Linked DNA regions of Triticum aestivum: region 1 is linked to region 2. A link is a contact called in public Hi-C data. All regions are on one chromosome and are shown on one strand. The core of a region is the stretch at or near the end of the contact, and the rest is flanking DNA. Distances in the headings are between cores, read along the strand shown.

What was found. A called contact is a pair of places that touch in the nucleus more often than the background predicts.
Region 1: a contact with region 2 is called in a Hi-C map of leaf, with 4 times the contacts expected there. The contact joins two enhancer-like sites. A contact is called at or near these places in 4 of 5 Hi-C or Micro-C datasets (leaf, root and an unstated tissue) and 1 of 1 datasets of contacts at active chromatin or transcription factors (leaf).

The regions. Positions count from the first base shown.
Region 1 is chr1B:359,621,436-359,625,784 of IWGSC CS RefSeq v2.1, forward strand. No RefSeq gene overlaps it. Among protein-coding and RNA genes, the nearest start is that of LOC123123987, 210 kb to the left of the region's middle. Within about 2 kb of position 1,511, at least 1 of the 8 cell types and tissues checked has an H3K27ac peak or open chromatin away from gene starts, as enhancers often do.
Region 2 is chr1B:359,538,196-359,542,489 of IWGSC CS RefSeq v2.1, forward strand. No RefSeq gene overlaps it. Among protein-coding and RNA genes, the nearest start is that of LOC123123987, 130 kb to the left of the region's middle. Within about 2 kb of position 2,581, at least 1 of the 8 cell types and tissues checked has an H3K27ac peak or open chromatin away from gene starts, as enhancers often do.

The DNA of each region.
Region 1 (4,349 bases), core at 261-2,760, 82 kb after region 2:
TTGTATTGGGTGTGTTGGGGATACAAGAGACTCTTTGTTATTTGGTTGCAGGGTTGTTTGAGAGGGACCATCTTCATCCTATGCCTCCCACGGATTGATAAACCTTAGGTCATCCACTTGAGGAAAATTTGCTACTGTCCTACAAACCTCTGCACTTGGAGGCTCAACAACGCCTACAAGAAGAAGGTTGTGTAGTAGACATCATTTAGCCATTACGATCTCGAGGTGGATCAACTCTTGTAACCCTTATACACATCAAAGTCAATCAAGCAGGAAGTTGGGTATTACCTCCATTAAGAGGGCCCAAACCTTGATAAACATCGTGTCCCCTGCCTCATGTTACCTTCGATCCTTAGACGCACAGTTCGGGACCCCCTACTCGAGATCTGCCGGTTTTGACACCGACAGCAGCGCGACGCTCGATCTCCTGGCGTTGGGCACGACCGTTTGTCGGGACCGGCGGGATCGGCACCCGGTCGGCAGAGAGATGCCAGTTGTTGGGGATGTGTGCGTTGCTCCAGGGGAGCGGCGTCCTCGTCTCCCAATAACGCCGGCATACATCCACGCCGATGTAGTGCCGGTCGCGCTCGCCGGCGGCCGTGGGTGCGATGGAGAATGCGGGCGGCGTGGGGGCCCGACGCGGTGGTGATGCAGGCTCCTCTTTGATGTCGCGGCCGCGACGGCCCAAGGACGAGCGAGCCTCGCGTTCGTGCTTCCCCTTGCGGCCGGTGTTCCAGAACCCCATGGCTACGAGGCGGCCGACCGGCGACATCAAGGACGGGAAGAGGGAGAGCTAGGCTAGGGTTTGGCCATGTCGGGTTTCGAGGAGGTAGCACGAGCTCGAGTGGGGAGTGTGGACGGCAACCAATCCACGGTTTTCCATTTAAGAAGGACGACGACCGTTCGCTGGGCGGATGACATGTGGGGCCGACCGCGTGTGCGCATTAATGTCGAATGGTGGGGAGGTAGGTGGCCGCGTGCCATGTGGCCCCGACGCGGACGAGCGAGACGTCCGTTTGCTGTCCGCCTCGACCTAAACCACGCGCATGTTTGCGTTCGAAATGGGTCAGCCCGGACCCAAAACGGACCTGATGGGTACAGGTCGTCGCACGCTGGACCGTCTGGTTTGTCCGTTTTTTCCTAAACGGACGGGGCCAGACCGGATGGGGTCGCGCGATGAAATTAGCGTGACGTCGAGATCGCCAGCTAGGTTTTGCAACCTTAGCCAGCTTGACAGCGTCACAAACAAGCCCCATGCATGAGCCTCGCTCGCTGCTGCCAGCGTCCCTCGCATGCACAAATATCCCAAAATATCACAGAATTACAGTCAGCACTGGGCGTGGACGAGAGCTTTTGGAGACGTGCAAGGTTTTTGTAGGGATTAGCTTAGCATAGGGTTGATGATGCCATGTTGATGGCTCGATATGTTTAAGCGTTGACCATACCGGACACAATAATTTACCCAAGAAGAAGTAAAACTAGGCCGCTGAACAGATCAGACAAGTGAAAGTTGATTGAGCTGTGGGAACTGACCGGATCGCCGACAGGCGGCTGTTCGATCTCGGCGGCCACAACCCGGATGTATACTTATCTAGCACTCGTAGTTCGGGATCCATCCGTGCAGGGCTCATTGCCTTGAGCTGACCGCGTCATTGTCAGCTGACTCAGCTCCAACGCAGCACGGCGTACGACAGGAGACAGTTTTTTTTTTCTTTTTTTGCGGGAAACGACGGGAGACAGTTGATGTTGGTGGTTTTGTCCATCTGGATTTCGCGTGGGCGCACAACAGCGCCCAGAGCCAATGGTTTTTCTCCTGGCGGCTCAAACCTAGCCACCGTGAGGAGAGACCAATCTTCCAGCGTCGTCTTCCGACGGCTCCCCTTTGCCGGCGACCTAGGTCGTCGGTGGTGAGGAGGTCGCCGGATTCACGTGTGTGGATTGTTTTTACTCCCTCATAGTCTAGGTTTTTTAGGTTGTTCATCGTCTTTGCTTCGGCGGAATGATGAGAGCGCTGAATAAAGATTCTTTTGGATCCTTCCTTGACAAGGCCATCGGTCCTATGGTTGGGGATACATTTGAAAACCAGTCTGTTCAAGTAAGGATGACGTGACGGCGGAGGCATCCTCATGGTGGACCTATGTCCTCAGGCTCCGCCGTTGCGACGACGTTTGCTCCAGCGTCGGCGCGGAGCTTGGGAGGTAGTCCAGGAGCGGATGCAGATTGTGGTCTGCATCGACGACATCTGCAAGACGGAACATATGCTGGGTTCGTGGTTCGTGGATGGCAGGTAAGATTTTCTTCTGCGGCGTCTTAGTCGCGGTGGGGTGCAAAGATCTGGAGTTGGATGGCGTGTCCGGGGTGTTGCCCCGGTCTAATTCATTCAACGGTAAGGGCTTCACTTTTGGTGAGCCACCTTAAAGATCCGCAAAGTTGCATATCAGCGATGGAGCCGCTCGAGCTCGGGTGAGGAGGTGGTTCATCATTCTTTTCTTTGGTGACTGCTGTTGTGGTGCCGGAGGCAGGTGATGGGCGTTGGTTTCAGGCTCAGAGAAGTTTTACTATCTTTTCAGTTTTGTCATGTCGATCTTTACGTGACTTGTACTTTAATCTTTATGATATGAATGAGACACGTATTATCATGAAAAAAAAAGATTTCCCATGGGCGCGTGGCTCCATGTGCCAATGAACTCATCAGTGACAACATAGCACTAGTGTTCGGCACATGATTATACTATAACCTAACCTAACGCAGAGGCAGAGTAGTAGTGTACGTATAATCTACTCCCGCGTGGTGCTAACATGTGGTGTGGATATACAGTATCGATATGCGCTCCTGCTTTTCGAGCAACCATACTCACGTCGATCGCCACTGAGCACATGAACTACACCATTAGTAAACACACAGCTAGCTAGCTAGCAGCGTGGTGGTCAATTGGTCATCCAGAATTAACGTAGTGCGTAGCTGGTGCGATTCGCCAAATTATACATAGCCGAGGGAAGTGAGCGGCGCAGTCGGTGCCGCCGCGGTGAGCGCCCGTGGCAGTCCCGTCACACAGCCGAGCGGTGAACGTCGATCCATCCATCTTAGGCGGGCGCCACCAGCGCCATGCAAGTTGACACGGCTGCACGCATCATACCGAACGACAGGATAGCTAGATAGGCACGGCACGGGACGCCGACACAACACAGGCCGATGATGATAAGGAGGTCGACGAGGGATCGGATAGCCTCGCCCGCATCACAGGCTGAGACTGAGAGCTGGTAGAGGTACGGCTTGTTTGGCCCGCCGGGTGCGTGCGGCTGGCGACGTTCAAGGCCTCGCGATCGTCGTACGTACGTATCGCCCCGGACCCGTATCCAGCCAGCCAGCCGCTCGAGTCAAGTCGATGATGGGGGACCTTTCGCTGGCTGTTTCGTCGAGGAGCGTTGGATAGGGGTGGGCGTTGGCGGCTAGGCCCGAACCGTGCGTGTCGACGAGCGGTGCCGCCGGTGGATTAATTCCGCCTGTCGTCCTTGCCCGTCTTGATCGCTCATGGGACCGGTCGGGCACGTTTCGGGAGAGAGCTCAAGTGGTCACAACTGCAACGGTTTATCGCCACAATCAACTCAGACACTTTCGGAACAGTCACAGCTCTACCGCATTCTATCGTGGGCACGTTTTGTACTGCAGCGAGACAAGGGAGGCGTGCCTGTTCACGTTTCATGTCAATCTTGATGACTTGCTGATCTACTCTGGATTTGTACTCCAGGACCAAAAGATTCATACGAGGGAACAATAGAGCCATCTCCCAAACCAAAAGATTCTGGCCTGCACCACAAATGGTTTTGATCTTCTTCTCTCTTTTTTTTTTTGAGAAAATTGTGTGAGCTTTTTGTTTATTTGGACATTAAGACCGATACAAGTTGGGTCATGCGGGAAAATGAGCCACAAGTGGCGACCCCGATCAAGCAACACAGAGTGTTTGGCAAGGTTGTGCGCATCAATATTCAATGCTCTACTTTCACAAATAAAACTACAACTCGTTTGCGAGACATCTGCCCATAATAGATTCTTGTAAAATAAGGAGTACAATTTTGTTGTTTGCAGTAGTAATGGGCTAATGGCAAGAACCTCTAAAAGAAAGTAGTAATGACGAGACCACTTATTTGTCGTCTTTAGAATTGAATCAAATAGTTCAGGAAAAGCAGGTTCACCTGCATGGCGGTCGGCCCAGTTTAGCGCGGTGCGTTCATTCACTTTTCTGTGATTTTTCATGGTCTTGCTCCATTTTTTATTGGTTTATTGCTTTTATATATAAGAACTAATCTTTTGTCACATAATGTAAAAATACTGACATGATGTATTTATA
Region 2 (4,294 bases), core at 1,331-3,830:
TGACTTCAAAATGCTTCAAAACTAAAAGGTCTTGAGTTGAGGATTTAGTAAAATCATTATTTGACAAAAATAATTACTTCCTATGTCTATCCCATGTGAAAGTATTGATGGAGCCTAGAGCCTAGACGTTAGTGGTGTATTGAATAATGCAATTGGTATCAATTTTGAAACCCAAACTTTGAAATAGTGCCTATTAAACCATCGACTACCTAAAAACATTTGCATGCAAACCCATTTTGCGTGTTCAACTAATATGGAAAAACTATAATGTTAGCAATGTTAGGTGGCTTATAATGTGCACAATTATATCGAATAGAATGACGTTTGTGCCATGTTAAAAAATTGATCAATAATTATTTTCTAACTATCATTTTTATGAACTTTACCATTCTTTTCTTAAAGTGCAAAACTACTCTATGTAACAAAGCAAAGGAACAAAGAGTGGTTTCATTCTTCTTCTTTTAGCAACAATACACTGTCATAAGAGTAATTTCTACTCCGAAATGACCAATATGTCTCCAACCAGAACACAAACAATTAATGAATTTGTGTTGCTATATTTTGCTTGGAATTAAATGATGGTAACATGTCATCCATTCATATAATTTCCTAAGTGCATTTCTTTTTACCCTTTTATAAATGTAGACAATGCCCAACCTTCAGGTTGAAACCAATCCACCCCTCTCGGGTTTAATCAACAAGAATTGCATTATTTCATTTGTGTGGGCATTTTGTATGTCTTGTTAGCGCACCGCCAATCAGACCGAAATTACCACTTAAAAATAGACCCCGATACCATACCAATCACGCGACGGCGACCAGCGTCACCGCCTATTGCAGATAATCCAGCCCAATCTTATGACTCCACGCTTATTCAATGTTAATCTTACACTTGTTGCCTCCCTTGAAAAAAAGGCACGAACCCGCACTAATATATGCTTTTGATCAACGTAGTACTACAACACGACGACAATAGTAAGCTGGTGGTGATATGTCCAGGAATGGTCGGCAATCTCTCTCTCCCTTGTCGAACAGAAGAGTTGCAAAGGAGGCACGTAATACTCTCTCCATTCCAAAATATAAGGTACATCATTTTTTGTGAAAGCCAAACACATGTACATTTTATCAAGATTGTAAAAGAAAATATCATCATCTAGATAAAAAGTAAAGAAAGTACGAAAATACATTTCATGATGGATCTAATGATACGTGTAATTTTATTACGACAACGCTAACGCCCACATGTGTGGCGAGAGCCAAATTCGCCCACACGCCCTATAACATATAGACTACGCCATGTCACTGCATGCATGCATGTGGAAATCTTTTTGATTTTTTAGTTTTTAAATTATTTTATCTCTTAAATGAAAATTCCGATTGAAAATTCGTTTTCACCATTAAATCTCTCGCGACGAGATTTTTAAAACTAGATCTCATATCAATATATTTCGACGAATTTTTTTTGTTAAAAGTTGTCATGTCTATTACACATGAATTGCCATGATGATTACACTAAAGTTGTCATGTTATGTTTTAGCTATTTTCTTCTATATTAAAAAGTAAATTTTGACATATTATAAAATGAAGAATTAAGAAACTAGACTTGGCATGCACCATAAACTAAAATTGCCATGATACATGCACTTAAAATTGCCATGGTTCATGCAAAAAAGTATTTTCATGGTCAAAGTACTGGAATTGCCATCATCAAAAACTAAAATTGCCATGATCTACAAACTAAAATTGCCACATGACAACTTTAGTTTAAGCACCATGACAACTACAGTGTAAACATCATGGCAACTTTTGGGTAAAAAAAACTCATCGAAACATATCAAAATGGGGTCTAATTTTGAAGATCTCGTCGAGACGGATCTAATGGTAAAAACAGATTTTTAATTCGCTTTTTTAGTTAGGAGATAAAATATTTTTAAGCCAAAAAACAAAAAAAATTCGGCTGATGTCATCTGTTCATACGTGTGATGAAGGCGTGTGGGCGATGTGCAAACGCCCACACGTGTGGGTGTTAGTTTTTCCGTTTTATTATTGTAGAGATCGATATTTTTTCTAAAATTTAGATTAAACGTGCATATGTTTAATTTTGATTCTTTTTGCGGGTTAAAAAAACATCTAATAATTTGAAACCGAAAGAATGGTATCTAACTTAATTATCTGAAGGATTGTTTGGCCCTTCCGGTCCCTGTCACGCTCACGCCAGGATTTGTTCGGTAAAGTTTTGTCTGATCTAAATCAAGGTTTAGTAATCTCCACGTCAGCTCAAGATTCCAAAACGAACATATTAATTTCTTAAGTTTTGTCGTACGCAAAGCCTTTCCGTGCCATGCTCCCGTTGCCACACGCCCACACACTCTACCGCAAAAAGAAAAGAAAAAACGTAACAGTACTGCTTAGCATGCCTAGCCGGATAGATTTGCATGCAAGTCCCATCTACTGCTAACCCTCTACAGCCCCCACCAACATAGACCGCGTCAGTGCAAGAATCCGCCACGCCCTTCGATCGAGAGAGAAAAGAAGAAGAAGAAGAAGAACCAGCCACGTACTGACCGAACTCCATGATGACCCGTCCATGCTGTACTCCGTTCGACCTCACCTGGACATACGGGATGGTACCTCTGACACGTGTAGACCGGACCGGCGGTGTGTGGCGGGAGCTGCTGGCGGCGGACGGTCCCAAACGCGCCACGATTCGAGCGATCAACGTATGGTTCCAACTTTCCGTTCCAGAAAATAAATGAGCCGCAACAAATTGCGAGTTTGCTTTTGCCGGAAGGACAAAAATGGATTCCTGCCTATACTACTACAGTGGCGCGAACAGATCCGACGCGAAACTGAGGCACCACGTTGATGCCCGATCAGATCCGAGGAGCGCATACATAAATATCGGGTTCCTAAATATCGGGTGCAGACGTACACAAACATCACACGTCTGAAAGATTATATATAAATAAACTTGATTAATAATAACGTAAAAATAGATGGGTATATACTGTACATGTGACATGTCATCGTCCCGTTTGGTCGTACGTAGCATACCTCGAGCCGACGTCGAGAACCGGAGATCTCCACTTCCCCAGCTAGCGGTTAAGGGCATCTCCACCCGGGTCCCCAGGAAGGCCTCCCACGCGTTTTTTTTACGCCGGCGCCGTAAAAACGGCCCAGTCGCGCCCCAGGAGCCCGATTTTCGCCGTTTGGGCCGAAAACAGCGCCGGCGGACCCAGCCCGAACCCGGCGCGCTCGGGGGCGTCCGGGAGCCGGGCGAACTGTTTTGGCGCGAAAAAGCCGCGGGCCCGCCGCGTCAGCGACACGGCTCTCTTCTCGGCCCTTCGTCGTCCTCATCGCCTCGTTTCCCGCGGCGAATCAATGCCAAAGCTGCCGCGCGCTGCCGCGCCGGTCAGCCTGCACCATTGATGCCTCACGGACGGCGCAGTGAAGACCGGACGACGCGCGTCCCTCGCCCTCCCTCGCCCGCCACGCGTACACACGGTGGCACGCGCGCCTCGGCCTATATATGACGCGCCCCGGCGCACTCCGCGACTCACACTCTCCCGCCGTCGTCGTTCCTCCCTCTCCTCTCCTCTCTTCCGCCGTCTCCAGTTCACACCCATGGCCAAGCGCTTCCCAGGCGACGGCGCGGCGGTGAACGGCTTCGGCCGCCGCCATCTTCATGAAGACGAGGCTCGCCTCCTTTACGAGGCCGAGTACCCGGTCCCGCCGGACATGCGGGTGCCCGAGGCGTGGAGGATCAGCGCGGGTGGCGTGCCGGTGCCCCAGGTACCCACCGGCGCGGCGCGGCGTGCGGAGATCGCACGCATCCGCTCGAACCTGCCGCGTGCGGCGAGTGAGGGGCCACGGTACGTCCCCGACAACCCTCTCTGAGAACCTTACTTCCGCCGCCGTCACGCCCAGCAGTTCGAGGCCACCAACGGCGTCGTGCCCTCCGGCAAGCTCAACGCCGCCGGCCGGCATCGGTGGTGGGGCGTGCCCGGGCGCACATTGGAAGCCGTCCTCGAGTACATCGAGGGCGGCAACACGCCGCGCCTCAACTACCCCGCTCCCTCTTCCTTCTCACGCCGCCGGGGAAGCTCCTGGACCCCGAGGCGCATGGAGACCGGGGGGGTCCTCCTCCTCGTCCGGCGGCTCGCCCTGCCTCCGTCCCGTCAAGCTGGAGTCCCAGGACACGCCGGTCAGCGCACGCACCCGCAGCTCCGGCGTCCGCATCGGCGCCAACGCCTCTCCACCCATCGGCCGCTTCGTCCTCGTCGAGCCCAAGCCG